Linked DNA regions of Mus musculus: all the other regions are linked to region 3. A link is a contact called in public ChIA-PET and HiChIP or PLAC-seq data. All regions are on one chromosome and are shown on one strand. Each heading gives the region's core, a stretch centred on a gene start, on an enhancer-like site or on the middle of the called end of the contact. The rest is flanking DNA. Distances are from core to core; before and after follow the strand shown. Region 1 overlaps Cmss1 (cms small ribosomal subunit 1). Region 2 overlaps Cmss1 (cms small ribosomal subunit 1). Region 3 holds the start of Cmss1 (cms small ribosomal subunit 1).

Region 1 (2,700 bases), core at 8-2,507, 140 kb after region 3:
AGTTTGAAAGTTGAACTCACTCCTGATTGCTTGTGAGTATTGGACAATATGAGTATTTCCATTGGATAACATAGAAGGGGCAGTTTATCACAGAAGGCCTGGTCACTTTTATCCTGGCTGAGTCGGTGCCAGTACACACAGATTCTGCTGTCACACCTTGGCTGATTCATTGTGGTGTGAAGCTGCAGTTTTTAGGGCCCGTGGGAGGATGTTCCTTTGAAACTTTCCTGAAGCCTGCTTTCACCTTGTTGACTTTGAAGCTCTCATTACAAACAGGTTGGAGAGAAAGTTACAATTGGGATATAATTCAAATACATTCAGTTTAATTTCAACTGAAAATGGTGCTTTAGCTGCTCTGAAATGAGCTAATCTGTATGGGTGAAGTGAACGGCAAGGAGACGGACAGTGAGCATGTAGGCACTCTCTTTCCCACCCCTTGGCATGAACCCTGGTGCTGGTTACACCCAGATCGATTCATCTCTACCACTTCTTAACTCTGAAAACAAGGGTGCATTGTTTGGTGTTTTGCAATGGTAGAACCAGGGAATAATTACCATACTAACCGGCTTGCTCAGACAAGTCCAAGGAGATAAGAAAAGCAATAAATAATTGCAATCAATAATACTGTGCCTACTGATGTTCCAGCCATTGTGCCCAAACCTTAGCTGATCTAGGAGAAGCTAAGCGAGAGCCTTATTGAGAGCCTTATTCACAGCCTTCTATGTTCTGTGCTTCTCCGCCCCCTGTGAAGGGCATTTCTGTCTCCAACAAATCCATGAGCAACTCTTGGTTGGGGGAAATATTCTAGATATTGGAAATGCAGCGGAGACCAAAAGAGAAAGTCCCAAGTACCATGCATTCTAGTATAGGAGTTTAACTAAAAGCCAATTTATGTGATACTTCATGTGATAATAAATGCTACGGGGGAAAAATGGAAGTAACAAGATAAAATGACTACAGTATTGAGATACTTGGAGAAAGAAATATTTCTGTTTTAGAAAAAATGGCTAGCAAGAAGCTGATGTAGTAGAATCTGAAATGAATACATATATATGTATTACTATATGTCAGTTACACACACACACATTATATATTCATTCCCAGAACATACCAAAAATATATTCTCACTCATATGTTGTGAGCTTCAGAAAGCCAAAATGGACTAATGCTGTCTATTTACTCTCTTTGGGGAGCAGACAAATGGCAGTACAGTACCTGACTTCATATGTCTAACAGCTCTCTAAGTGTGTGCTGATGCAAATCTACTTAAAGAGAGCAACAGGAAACTGTGGTCTAGGTAGCTTGTTCCTGCTTGTCTATAAATACACATAAAAAGAAACTGCATTTTACAATTGGATGACATTTGATATTCAATGAACCTCCTTTTAAAAACAACTTTAAGATCTTTTGGGATGTATAAACTTTGGGTCTGTCTAGTTTCAGTGTGTGATGCTTCTAATATTTGTAAGGCTTTCATTCAAAATTATTAAACTATGTCTATAACAAACAGACCCTGTAAACTTAGACGCAGTAACCCTGTGAGACAACTGTGCGAGACTGCAAGCAGGACTTATGCTCTACCCAACTTCCAAAAATCACCGTTCAAGTCAGTGGTTTTTCTGTAAGAACCTTGAAGATTGTACATTATCGTCTTCTACTTTACATCATTTGTATGAAAATGTTTGCCATAGTTTTTTATTCTGTTTAACTCTGGATAATGCCACTGCTCCCTTTTTCTTGGCCACTTCTTCATCAGTTTTATTTCAGCAGTTTGAATATGATGTGCGTTTGTTGTTACCAATTCCACTCGCAGTACACTAGCTCTACACTTTAGGAAACGTTTGACGGTGATTCGTCTTTCTTCTGTCCTGTTTGCACTCCTCTTCAGCAGTTCTTTTCCTGTTCCCCAGTCTTCTCTCCCTGTGGCTCACGAGCCCATGATGAAGTCCACGGAGAAGAGTTTAGTAAGTTGGCTTGAACTGCTCTGTGATGGCCGCTGTCGTGAGTCCAGTTCTCTTACTCTCTCCTCTCAGTGTCTCTGACCAAGTCCTTAAATACAGCACAGTGGTCTTACCTGCTAGTAGTTCCTTCTCAGTCTAGCTCACGGTTGCAGGAGCCCACAGGGAAGGTGTTAGGTTTGCCTCGCTGTGTAGGAAAGTCCCTAAGCTGCAATGTTTTTACAGTATTTTTATTTTGATGTTTATAGATTAGGGTGGTGTTCGTAAATAATTTTTTAGAGTGAAAATTTTAAGTAAGTGTCTTTATTGTTTTTTAAAGTAAAGCAGAATTTCCAAATGTTCTTGTCACTGAATCACATATCAAATCCAAGATAACTAGAATTTGAAAAGACTTTAAAATTCAGCTTTTTAAATTTTTTGCTCTCATGCTTTTATTCAGATTAACCAAGAGTGGGTAATTTATAAAGAAAAGAGGTTTATTTTGGCTAAATATTCTGGAAGCCAAAGAACATGGTGCCAAAATTGGCCTCTGGTGATGGCTTCATGCTGTCTCTTATCTTGGTGCAGACTACGAAAAGGAAGTAATTATAAGAAGAATCCCAAGACAACCAAAAGAATGTGCAGGGTTCACTTTAGAACAAGCCAATCTCACTATAACCCAGGCTGAAAGAAGCTACTTCAATCCTTTCAAGTGGGTGGGTCACTCATGATCCAAGTGCCTCTTAAGAGACCCCAACCCAGT
Region 2 (2,700 bases), core at 59-2,558, 180 kb after region 3:
AGGGAGAAGAGGACATATGACTTACAGCTTGCCAGACGGTCTGCAGAGCCAGCAGCGGGTTTTACTAGGAATGGCAGCTGATGGTATGCATTATCAGGGGATCATCAGGAAGGCTGGTGGAGGCGAGGAGGAGCCTGCTAGCCAGATTCCCCCTTTAGTAAAATCATCTTGAAGCTATTGTAGAGCTTCTACAGAAAATGTCTCCTACCATACTGATAGAACACCCCAAAACATTCCTATTTTTTGATATAAAGTCTATCGCAATAAACTTTGTTATAAATAACCTGTAAATTCAAAAACATAAAGAAGATTACTAAAAATAGTATTGATTATTTACAGGCAGCTAGATGCAGTTTTTCTTGTTCTGTTTGTTAACTTTACATATAATTACATAGATGGTAGAGGAGGGTAGCTACTTGTAACAGGAACTTTAGTGGGTGTGGGTGTGGCACTAATGACAGTTTAGGAGGGGTGGTTGTAGTAGTAGTAGTTGTTGTTGTTGTTGTTGTTTAGTATTTACCATCCGCTACTACATAACATTCATTATCTTATTTTCCCACCCTCTGCAATGATCTTGCTAGGTAAGTCTGACTCTCCTATAGAAAATAAAACTAAGGGCCTGGAGAGATGGATTAACCATTAACAGAGCTGGCTGCTCTTCCAGAGGTCCTGAGTTCAATTCCCAGCAACCACATGGTGGCTCCCAGCCATCTATAATGATATCTAATGTCCTCTACTGACATGTAGTGTACATGCAGAGTGAGTATCATGTACACAAAATAAGTAAAACCTTACAAAAATAAAATAAACCTGAGGTCCTGTCACACAACCACAGGAGATTAGGCTCACATACAAATCCACATCCACCTACCTGAAAATTCACCCCTTCCACTGAAGCATTGCTGGCCGTGCGTGAGACAGCTGTCTCCCTGTGTCCTAGTCCCTCTTCCCACAAAAGGGTAATTGGAAAAGCTAGCCTCGGTTATGTTACTGGACAGCATTGTTTTATAGACATGAATTTTATTCAGTATCATGGTTAGATAGTAGTAGAATGGTTTCAGCTGTTAAAACTTTGGAGAAAATCAAACCAATTGTGCCTTTAACATTTGTGGTTTGTGTGTCCATTCGCTGCTCCCAGTTTCATAGCAGCCTGCAGCCTTGAACTATTCACTGTCTGAACTTGCCCTCAAAGAATTCGCCCTCCCATTTTTTTCCCCTATCAAATGGCAGCCAATGAAAAACCCACAGGCTTGGCAACTGCTAGCCTGGAAAGCGTCCACTGAAACCCTCAGTTCCAGATCCCCTTTGAAAATCAGTTCTTAGAGTCTGCTGTTATCTTCTTGAAGCTGGTGACTAATGCTTGCAACATTGTAAAACCCTGCAGCCAACGCTGTCTGCAAGTCTTGGATTCTTAACTCTGACTCTGGACACTTACTGCCCAATAACTTCTCTGCACTCCACTCTTCCCCAGTAACCCAGAAAGCAGGTGTGAAGATGGGAGCTGGTTAGATTGCAGAGAACTGGAGAGCTTGGTACATTTCATAAACTGCCTCTGAGAGGCCAGAGTTAAAGTCAGGCACAGAGCTGCCGTATGACAAAGAGGCAACTCAGCCCCATTCCTGCTCCCCTAATGCTGTTATTTCATGAATTACTTTATAAGATGTGCCTCTCTCAAGAAATAATTATATTTTCTTCCAAATGAGATGTGGCAGTATGGAGGAAAATGGCTGTTTTGCGTATGACTGAATGGTACCAAAGTCCAGGGTTTTTTGCCAGCTATTTCATATGTAAAGCATGTTAGTTCATCCATGTTTCTTTGAAAGCACAACCTGACTCACAGCGTGAACATGGAGAAGCGCCGTTGCCATTAGCTGCCCACTTACATTAATGAGCCGTTATTGGAATTTGTGGACATGGCCCCCATGCAGAGATAATTTCCTGATAGGAATCAGAGCACTGATTTTTCTAGATAATCCCAAAAATATATCCAATAACAACTCAGGGGAAGTGGAGGGGGAGTGAGAACGCTGCAGGCAGGAGACGGGGATGGGCTAACGCACGGCTTTCTGTGTGGAGAGAATGTGTTCGCAGGGCAGATGTAGGGGATCATCGGCTCCTTCTTTCTTTACAGCGTGCAGCCTGCTTGATGGTGGCATTCTTACTGTGCTCGGATGTCATGGAAAGAATCCACTACATCTTCCCACTGATTTAAACAAGCAGTGCACCCTCTGAGTTGACTTTGGGCCAGAGGCCACCATGAGGTGAATAACCCCCAAGATTCTGAATAATAGACGGGTTATGCATGGCCTCAGCTCCCGTCTGGACTGACCTACCTCTTCTGCTCAGTTACGCACATTTCCTTATCAGGAAAACTGAGCAGACACACACACACACACATATATATATATATATATATATTCTTTTAATTTGACAGAAAATGTCTACTATTTAGGTAAGGCATCAAACTCAGATTTTTGGTACAGAAACACTCATAATTCAAATTAGGCTTTTTAAAGGTATTGCTGATGATAAAGAATGTCAGTGTTGGCTTTCACAACAGGGACAGGGGTGCAGCTCTTACAAGGCTTTCATTCGAGCAATGCATGCACACAAGTGCATTTACTTAACAGGATTTCTCCCAGAGCAGGGGGTTCAGGACTGCAGGTTTATGCTTTTCTGGTGGGACATTTTCACTGCTGG
Region 3 (2,700 bases), core at 16-2,515:
CTGGAAATTGCTATCTTGTTATGGTTATTTTTCTAAGAACAGCTCATTTTGTTTTGGCAGCTGTAGACTCAGTCATTTTGACTGCTATGTTTCTGAAAGTCCCTTCAGAGGGGAAGAGGCTGGGTGGTCTTGAACTTATTTTGGATTCTACAGTACCAGATATGGGTGTTGGAGTTGGAGGTGGGGTTAGGGTAGGCTAACTTATAAACCCAGATATCTATTTACTGGTAACAAAACAGTTAAAGGGAAGATACAATTTATATTGTTTATTCAATAGAGCTTGTATTTTTTTCTATAAAGGGTGAATTAGCAAATACACGAAGTATGAATGTATAGACGCACCATATTAAAGCCACTCTTTCTTTCTGGTTAGTTTATGTTGTCCAAAGCGTTCTACTATAAAAGTAACTTATGAGCACCGGTACAAACAACTCAATCGCTGCATTTGGCCTGTGGCCTTCCTGACCTCTTAATACCTGTTGTCAGGCAGATGGCTAATGGAGATGACAGAAACAAATGTACTGTTGAATAAAACAATTCTCCTCCTCCTCCACAGGATGTCTCTGCAGAGTCTTGGGTGTCCTGGAACTCCCCTGTAGACCAGGCTGGCCTTCAACTCAAGGAATCTGCTTGCCTCTGCTTCCCAGATTGCTGGGATTAAAGGCGTGCGCCACCACACCAGGCCCCAAGTTCTATTCATGTTCCAAGGGCCATGGTACTGAATGGGACAGATCACAATCCAAGTCCTCTAAAGAGAATATCAAAACCTGATTAAGTATTTTAAATAGAGAAGTGGTATGTTTCAGGTCTTCAGGATATTCGTCCCTCTTAAGTTGTAGAAAAAGAGCAGCAACGTTCACATGTACAACCAAGTTCCGACATTCATCGTCAGCAACTCTCAGGTGCGTTTCTAAGGACAAACTGCACAGGCGCTGGAACGCCAGAACCCTGACAACCAAGTGAAAACACATCCACGTGCTCGGGTCTCCTCCCGCGGTGCAAGCTCTTTGAAATCCAACAGAGAAAAATCGTCTTAGCATCCGTTCTTGCACTTTCGACATCGGCTTTTCGGCCATAAACCAAAACAAAATACTTAAATATTAAAAAAAAATAACCCAAACCGATGGTAACTCTTTTCTTGTATTTCTAGGCTCAACAGAGCATTTATTTGGAGTTTCTAGGCCGATCTTGAACGTCTGAGCCTGTGTGGAAACGGCGACACCCCTGGCTGCCGCAGCTGGGGGGGCGTGGCGTCTGTGACGTCATCTCCAGTGGCGCGGGCGACGGAGTTCCTTGGTTTTTCCGCGTGTAGCGTTGCTAACGCCGCCAGTGAAGCTGAGCCCAGGAGCGCGAGCGGCCGCCTTGCTTTCATCTGGTTGTCAGTTCGCGTCCGGGTCTCACGGGGATGGCAGACGATCTGGGAGACGAGTGGTGGGAGAACCAGCCGGCAGCCGCCAGCAGCCCAGGTAAGCTCTCGCCCGCCTCCCTCGTTCCTCCTGCCCTGGTCCTCGCCTCAGCTGCCTTACCCGCGTGTGGCAGTCGTGGCGGTCTGCCCGGAGGTGGAGCGCGGAGCCGTGGGAACATGGGACGGCGCGGGAACTGGGGAGGGACAACACCGTGTCACACGTGGAACGAGAGGGACCCCGTCGCCGCCTGCCAGTCTGAGAGGGCTACTTCCTGCGCTCTGGTTTTCTAGACTTTTTACTATTTTCTTGAGACTAGATAGACCGTTTCTGTACAGTTTGTCATAGTGGTTACCAGTAATCCCTGAACTAGGTTCAGATTGGGAATTCAAATCACAGACTCTGATACTCCGACACATTCTCCTTTTTCCTCACGTGTGAAAGGAGTAATTCTCTCCAAAAAATTGTGAAGATGTAGTGAAGGTAATTTAAAGTTGTATAGCACAACACAATTTTTGGCGTGTAGTATATGTACAAAATATTAAAGTAGCGTGTTCTTTATCATGTGTAGTTCGAGCCAGCAAGGGGCTTAACTCTTCTGCTTTACAGCAAATTCTTTTCTTTTCTTTTCTTTTCTTTTCTTTTCTTTTCTTTTCTTTTCTTTCTTTCTTTTTTTTTTTTTTTTAGACAGGGTTTCTCTGTGTAGCCCTGGCTGTCCTGGAACTCATTCTGTAGACCAGGCTGGCCTCGAACTCAGAAATCCGCCTGCTTCTGTCTCCCAAGTGCCGAGATTAAAGGTGTGAACCACCACTGCTCGGCTCCAACAGTTTCTATTATGGTGTACTATGTGTACCCATTCTGTGTGCAGTAGGCATTTTATTTTCAAGTAAAGTAGCATTAAGTAACCCCCCCACTCCAGTGGCCTTGAACATTTCATGCCCCATAAGACTTAACCATGCGATAGCTACTTCTATTGTTACTGTCTCAAGTCACCCTCCAAGGATCCAAGGTCCACCTGTCTCTAGTTTTAGATGGTAGGGTCAATGTCATATTTCCATTTATTTTGATCTCAGTACCATCTCACATGATAGCAAACAGAGTTAACACGTTTAGACCATTTCTCAGTGTGAAACTGAAAGTTACAGCATGGGTTTTGTGATTTAAGGGGAACAGAAGAGTAGAGTGTCAGTCCAGTGGCGAGTGGCAGTCTGGATCCCAGGGTTGAGACTAGACTAGGGATGACAGAAGTAGGAAGCTAAAAGTCAGGTAATCTGTAACTCTCAGTCTCCCCATCGTT

The links. ChIA-PET counts read pairs in DNA pulled down with a chosen protein or histone mark. HiChIP or PLAC-seq counts read pairs in DNA pulled down with a chosen protein or histone mark.
Region 1: a contact with region 3 is called in an RNA polymerase II ChIA-PET map of effector CD8 T cells, with 26 read pairs. The contact joins the enhancer-like site here to the promoter of Cmss1 in region 3. A contact is called at or near these places in 1 of 39 promoter capture datasets (embryonic stem cells), 3 of 115 datasets of contacts at active chromatin or transcription factors (effector CD8 T cells, memory CD8 T cells and pancreatic cancer cells) and 2 of 9 other capture datasets (liver and pancreatic islet).
Region 2: a contact with region 3 is called in an HNF4G HiChIP or PLAC-seq map of pancreatic cancer cells. The contact joins the enhancer-like site here to the promoter of Cmss1 in region 3. A contact is called at or near these places in 1 of 39 promoter capture datasets (embryonic stem cells), 6 of 484 Hi-C or Micro-C datasets (CD4 T cells, CD8 T cells, bone marrow-derived macrophages and 3 more), 9 of 115 datasets of contacts at active chromatin or transcription factors (bone marrow-derived macrophages, effector CD8 T cells, embryonic stem cells and 5 more) and 3 of 9 other capture datasets (adipose tissue, liver and macrophages).

What each region holds. Positions count from the first base shown.
Region 1 is chr16:57,469,883-57,472,582 of GRCm38.p6, reverse strand. The region is part of intron 1 of Cmss1 (cms small ribosomal subunit 1); the gene reads left to right. All of the region lies in intron 1 of Filip1l (filamin A interacting protein 1-like), which reads right to left. Among named protein-coding and RNA genes, the nearest start is that of Filip1l, 120 kb to the right of the region's middle. Within about 2 kb of position 1,257, at least 91 of the 459 cell types and tissues checked have an H3K27ac peak or open chromatin away from gene starts, as enhancers often do. A contact at or near this core is called in effector CD8 T cells, memory CD8 T cells and pancreatic cancer cells, where this site is marked.
Region 2 is chr16:57,426,304-57,429,003 of GRCm38.p6, reverse strand. The region is part of intron 1 of Cmss1 (cms small ribosomal subunit 1); the gene reads left to right. The region is part of intron 1 of Filip1l (filamin A interacting protein 1-like); the gene reads right to left. Among named protein-coding and RNA genes, the nearest start is that of Filip1l, 74 kb to the right of the region's middle. Within about 2 kb of position 1,308, at least 60 of the 459 cell types and tissues checked have an H3K27ac peak or open chromatin away from gene starts, as enhancers often do. A contact at or near this core is called in adipose tissue, embryonic fibroblasts and pancreatic cancer cells, where this site is marked.
Region 3 is chr16:57,605,432-57,608,131 of GRCm38.p6, reverse strand. It overlaps Cmss1 (cms small ribosomal subunit 1), which reads left to right and starts at 1,265. Exons shown (of 10, transcript NM_025599.3): 1 at 1,265-1,466. The coding sequence starts at 1,406.